Linked DNA regions of Triticum aestivum: region 2 is linked to region 1. A link is a contact called in public Hi-C data. All regions are on one chromosome and are shown on one strand. Each heading gives the region's core, a stretch centred on a gene start, on an enhancer-like site or on the middle of the called end of the contact. The rest is flanking DNA. Distances are from core to core; before and after follow the strand shown.

Region 1 (3,036 bases), core at 535-3,034:
TATAAGCAAGTCGAAGACGCGTCGTCATCATTGCCCCTTCATCGTCAAAACCGGACAAAACTTGTCATAGTAGGCAGTCGAAAAATCGTCATGCTAATACCCCATAGGACTGACGCATCAGAATAGTAACCGCGCTTAAAAAATAACGTAGATCAAAAGGACACAACCCACTATTCAAAACAGCGCTAAAGTAGGACAACTAGTCTCGCTAAAGAAGGGATGAGAAAGAACCCCTCTACGTTGGTTTATACATGCAAGACATTACATGCGGACCAACTCCGCCGCTAAAATAGGACAACTAGTCTAACTACTCTCGCTCGCCCACCTCCTAAGCGTCCCGAACAGAGGCTCTACTTCTCCCTTGAGGATCCCAGCTTTGCTCCAAGCACGCCCCTCGCCCTCAATGCGGTGAACAATCGTGCGTACGAAGGGAGAGACCCCATCAAACACGATGGCGTTGCGATGTTTTCATAGCCCCCACATCGTCAGTAGAAAGACGGCCTTGTCATCCTTCGTCCTATTGCCAAGGTCCCAAGTGATAGTGCACTAGTCCAAAAGTCATGAGGCCTGTCGTGGTGTCTAGTTAGGCTTGCCCGTCGCCGAACAAATGATAGACCAAACCTGTCGTGCAAAGACGCAGTGAAGCAGAATATGTTCGATGCTCTCATCATGCTGGTCGCAGAAAGGGCACGCTTCCTGGTGGTCGAGCCCGTGTCTGACAAGTCTATCAGAGATCCAACATCTGTTCTGCAGTGCTAGCCAAGTGAAGAAGCGGCATCTCAGTGATGCCCTTAATTTTCAAGTGAAGTCTGCCATTGGTACGATATCGCGTCGCTACGAGAATGTCTCAAAAAGAAAGCTTGATCTGTTTTCTTTAAAAAAAGAGAGAATGACAACGAGATACGGTCCGCACAACGATCAGTGTCTTCCTTGCAATCCACAAACTCTCACCGTCCCGGCCAATACCACACGCTCTGAGTCGCCCCACACGTGCATGCAAATGCAAGCAATCAAATCAAGCAGGTCGGCGTCGATCCACATCGCCGCACACGTACGCTCGCCTGCACTCTACCTAGCGTGCTTGTGTTGACCATGCATAACAATCGTTGGACCGCTGCCTCGTCACGTATCGCCCCCACCCCAGTGATCGCACGCGCGTAACGTGCGTGCGTGCGACGCCTCGATCGCCTGCATCGGGACACAAAGAGCCGCCGCTATCCGGCCGCGCGTCGTCTTTGGCGTTTCACGTGTCGGGAGGAGACGTCGAGTGAGATGAGATGTTCTTATTGACTACGATGACGCTTGGGATGACTGTCATAATTTTAGGTTGTTGTCCAGACTCAGTATCTTGAAGATGTTCATATAGATAGAGTGTGTTTATACGTTCATATATGCGAGTGTATGTGCATGTATATGAACATCTGCATCGTAGTAGCACCGAGGAGGGCACATCACAGTTAGCCGGACCCATGTGCCGCTGATTGCGACGACGGGAAGGGAACAAACGACTGAGCGAAGGCAGATAGATCATTCGCAATCGCAACAGCACCGTCATCCCGATCACCTTTGTCTTGTCGCGTACGTATATGCTTTTGCTATGCGCTGTGCATGTGCTCGCGACCAACCATGCGTGCCTCGATCCAACAATCATTCCATCATTAGACAGGAGGGCTGTTAGCTTCTGTTTTGTTTATGCTTGAACTTGAAGATGCCGTCTTCACGGCTCCGTGCCAGGCGTAAGGTACCATGCTAATTGTGCTGTGACAAGGACATGTGGAGACTGCACGCGCAGCTCAAGCCACACGCCGCCCAAGATCCTCTCCGCCGCGCCGCGCCGCTAGGTAGGTAGGTGCAACTTCTCACCGGATTTTGTGCGTGTCTCATCTAGAGGCCAGGCCAGGGCGGGGAATGTGACACGCTGTTCATCATGCATGTGTTCATGGCGACCTAATTAGTTCAGCGTAATTTAATTTCGCGTCGCGTCACGTCTCACCTAACCTGAAAGAAACAAGGGCGTACGCATACGTGCAGGTTTTCTTTTCGGTCAAAAGCACGAGTTCTCCCCGCGGAAAAAGAAGCAGCACGGCACGGGTTCAATCCAAACCCCAAGTAATCGCTGGAGAAAAATGGTGCCTCCGTACGGGAGGATGTTTGCGCATGCGCGTTAGTCGGACGACGGACTGTTTTTTTCAAACCCACGCCATGCACGCATGCGTGTAACTAATGTGAAAAATGTTGTTCTCGCATGGATGCATGCACGGTCGCCATAGAGTGAAGTCTGATTTAAACCTTAAATTTGTAGAGCTCATCCGAGATGAACCCTCATCTTCAAATTTCCGAAGTCCGTACCCTGTATTTCATAATCCCGGTCGTTTTTAACCTTAAGGTCGTATCCAAACAGGAAAAGGGCCGGGATTGGCGGATTAAACATAACATGTGTGTGTGGCCTACTTATCAGTGGGAGAAATAAAGTGTGAGGCCACTTCTCGGCAGGAGAAATAAATAGCAAGATGAAAATGGAAAGAATACGATACGGACCAGCGAGCAAGATCGAGCTCTGCACCTGTTAACCATCCCAACTAACTATCTTTTGGTATGTCTAAACAAAAAAATACTGCATTCGCAACCGGTCGCCGCCGCCACGAGAGAGGAACGGAGCGGGCTGCAGTGTGGCTTAGGAGTGAGGACAAGACTGCGTGCATGCGGGGTGGCCGGAAGCCACGGCGACGAGCAATTTAAGCGGCAGCGGAGGACGACTCTAGGTATAGGAGCCATGCGCGGAGCTACATTAGGAAATGGGTGTACATATGTGCACCCATTAATTTTGGTTTGCACTCTAAGAACATGTAAGACACAAGCGTAACAAGAGTATTTTGCATATACTATCAATTAGTTCTAATTAACTAAGATAACACCGAGCTTGAATTATGTACACCCACTTTTGTAAACCTGGCTCCGCCACTCAAGGAGCAGTTGCAAGACGGCGTACTCGACGGCTGTAGGCAGGAACTAGGATGCACGACGGCGTACTCGACG
Region 2 (3,231 bases), core at 270-2,769, 340 kb after region 1:
ATGTAGATCCATTGACCCCGAGCTCATCCTACGCGGCCCCGAGAAGGAGATGGTCGTCCGGCTTGTGCTCCGCCACTCCCGAGAGGAAGCCCGTGCCCGGCAATGGTGGGACTCCTTCCGCAGGGAATCCATCGCATCGCCCAAATAGCGCATGGATTCGGCGCTAGGTGTGTTGTCGCTCCCTCGCCGAAGGCGGTGCGGTTCATCTGGCGTTCGAACACGGTGGCGGACGTGCAACCCCTCTGTTGGCGCGCCGAGCATCGGGACGCACCATGGGCCTCGTCCGACGAGAACATGGCACGACGTGCCCGCTGTGCGAGGCAGCGGGCGCGGGAGGCGGCGGTGGACGTCGACGAGACAGAGTCGCATTCTCCGACGCCCCGTATGATGCAGCAGTCCGGGCGCCGCAACCGCGTAGTGGTGGACGTCACCGGCTCGTCCTAGGAGGAATCCATCATCAATCTGACATCCACCGGCACTATTCGGGTTTCGGGCTCCGACGAGGAAGAGTGGGGCATGGGAGACGGCGGCGCCTTGAGTCACGTGAGCCGGCTTGTGTCCTATGCCCTACTCTACCTAGGTGGTGACCGGACCGACACTATGAGGGGCACAGCCGGCCGCCGGACATGGGACGGAGCCGGACGAGCTTCGCTCAAAGATCGTTGTGTTGCATGTAATAATATGGATTTAAGGTTTCTAATTTAAGATATTCGGATATGAAATGCATTATTTGAGACGTGATTTGTCACTGTCCGTGGACACGACAGGGCGTTTGAAAGGGCGGATTGGTAAGACGTGTCTGTGGGTGTTTGAGGGACCGAACGGCTGTTGCTCTTAACTCTTCACACGCGTAGAGCGCATCATTACTGCATTGTGCGCTTTGGAAGCTTCACGTCTGCACACGCGCGCGCCCACCACGCGCACGCGCACGGGTCACCCGTGCGCAGGCCGTTCGCTTCGGCCCCATCATAACTCCCGCGGCAGGCTGACCCAAACCGTTGCCGCCCTTCCGCCTGTCAACAACGGCGGCCGCTATTACCTGGACCAACAGTCCAAGCCAAAACATCATAGTACTACTACCAGTTTTTCTTTCAGGGAAAAACGAAAAACGTTACTAGTAGTTGATCAAGAGAAAGGAAACAACATCCAACGAAGCTTCCGGTGGAATTTCGGCGGGCACCTACGCTAGGATCAAGGATCTTGAGATGTCGTCATGCGGCCATATGGTAGCTTGAGATGTCGTCTGAGCTGTTAAAAAACAGTCTTGCTCGATCCCTTCTCGTTCTCGCAGTATTTATTCCCGACATTGCTGACGTGCCTTCTCTCAAATTTAAAAATCATCGATTAAAAACGGTGACAAATCAAGGCCTTGGAGGGAAAGCAAGGGAATTCGGGCACAACCAAACCAGTGAGAGTCGGTCAGACTCGTGTCCTTTTGGCTCCCCGTGCAGTCAGCGCCGAATTAACAAAGATGGAACAGCGGGAATTCAAAGGTCCAGACGGGGGGACAGCGACGCCCCCGCATACTACTAGTCCCTCCACCCACATGTGGATTAACCCCTAAACAACCTCAGACTTTTGTTTTGTCTTTCCGCTTGCTTACTTCACACCTCTCGTCGGCCTCGTCTTCGGATTGAGGGGCGAGCCAAGCGAGCACCGAGCATAGCAGAGAAGCCAAGCCAAGAAGAAGAATAGACCGCTCGCGCATGAGGAGAGGCACACCTTTCGTCTAGGATTCGATTCTTCCATGATTATTCAGGAGGGCAGGCCATGTCTCCCCTGCTCCTCCGGTTCCTCTGCCTGCTCCTCCTCGCAGGTACACACCGCCGGCCTCCCTTTCTTGCTCTCTTCTCTTCTTCTCTTCTTGGGGTGTGGGAGCTGAATTGCGCGTGGAGTCGGTCTAATTTGAGGGGGTCGATTGCTCTTGAAGGTGAGGTGGTGCTGATTGCCGCGCAGAGCGCCGGCGACAAGGAGGTGCTGGTGGAGCTCAAGCGCTTCCTCGTTGCCAACAACAAGGTCAACCGGGGCGGTTACGACGGGTGGCAGGAGTCCGACCCGTCGCCGTGCGCGTGGGGTGGAGTCACCTGCGACGGGGGCGGCCGCGTCGCGTCTCTGAACCTGACGCGCTCGGCCATCTCCGGCCCGGCGTTCGGCGGCTTCTCGCGGCTCCCGGCGCTCACTACGCTCGACCTCTCTGACAACTCCATCACCGGCCCGCTCCCCGCCGCTGACCTCAACCAATGCCGCGGCCTCCTGCGCCTCAACCTTTCCCACAACCTCATCACCGGGCCGCTCAACCTCTCCGGGCTGACCAGGCTACAGACGCTCGACGTGTCGGGGAACCGGCTCGAGGGCGCCGTCGCCGTCAACTTCCCGGCGATATGCGCCGACCTCACCTTGCTCGACCTGTCCACCAACAATCTCACGGGCAACATCACCGGCCTGTACGACGGCTGCCCCAGGCTGGACAAGGTCGACCTCAGCTCCAACAACTTCACCGGCGAGCTCTGGCCGGGGATCGCGAAATTCAGGGAATTCAGCGCCGCCGAGAACAACCTCACCGGCAGCGTCCCGTGGAGCACGTTTCCTGGTGGCTGCAGGCTCCAGTCCTTGGACCTCTCCGATAATCAGCTGGTCGGGGGCTTCCCGGATTCCGTCGCCAATTGCACGAATTTGACCTACATGTCGCTGTGGGGGAATAATTTCACTGGGATTATACCTGCCGGAATCGGGAAGCTCGCCGTCCTCGAGACGCTGATTCTTGGGAAAAACAAGTTCGATCGGAAGATACCGCCGGAGCTGACGAACTGCGGGAGGCTTCAGTTCTTGGACATGAGCACCAACAAGTTTGGCGGCGACGTGCAACAAATTTTCGGCAACTTCACGAGCTTGAAGTATCTTGTGCTTCATCACAACAACTACACCGGAGGCATCGTGGCCTCCGGCGTGCTCCGGCTACCGCTGCTCGCCAGGCTCGACCTCAGCTTCAACCAGTTCACCGGCGAACTCCCTCCAGAGATGGCCGACATGAAGAGCCTCAAATACCTGATGCTCGCCGAGAACAACTTCTCCGGCACCATACCGCCGGTGTACGGCCGTCTCGCCGAGCTCCAGGCGCTGGACCTGTCTAACAACACGCTCTCGGGTGGGATCCCGGCGACAATAGGGAACCTCACATCGCTGCTATGGCTGATGCTCGCCGGGAACCAGCTCTTCGGAGAGATACCACCT

Evidence for each region. Hi-C and Micro-C count contacts between places; a contact is called where the count stands out from the background.
Region 2: a contact with region 1 is called in a Hi-C map of leaf, with 2.7 times the contacts expected there. The contact joins the promoter of LOC123188063 here to the enhancer-like site in region 1. A contact is called at or near these places in 1 of 5 Hi-C or Micro-C datasets (leaf) and 1 of 1 datasets of contacts at active chromatin or transcription factors (leaf).

The regions. Positions count from the first base shown.
Region 1 is chr2A:146,169,542-146,172,577 of IWGSC CS RefSeq v2.1, forward strand. No RefSeq gene overlaps it. Among protein-coding and RNA genes, the nearest start is that of LOC123188060, 27 kb to the left of the region's middle. Within about 2 kb of position 1,785, at least 1 of the 8 cell types and tissues checked has an H3K27ac peak or open chromatin away from gene starts, as enhancers often do. A contact at or near this core is called in leaf, where this site is marked.
Region 2 is chr2A:146,511,814-146,515,044 of IWGSC CS RefSeq v2.1, forward strand. It overlaps LOC123188063 (probable LRR receptor-like serine/threonine-protein kinase At1g74360), which reads left to right and starts at 1,520. Exons shown (of 2, transcript XM_044600090.1): 1 at 1,520-1,816; 2 at 1,931-3,231. The coding sequence starts at 1,771.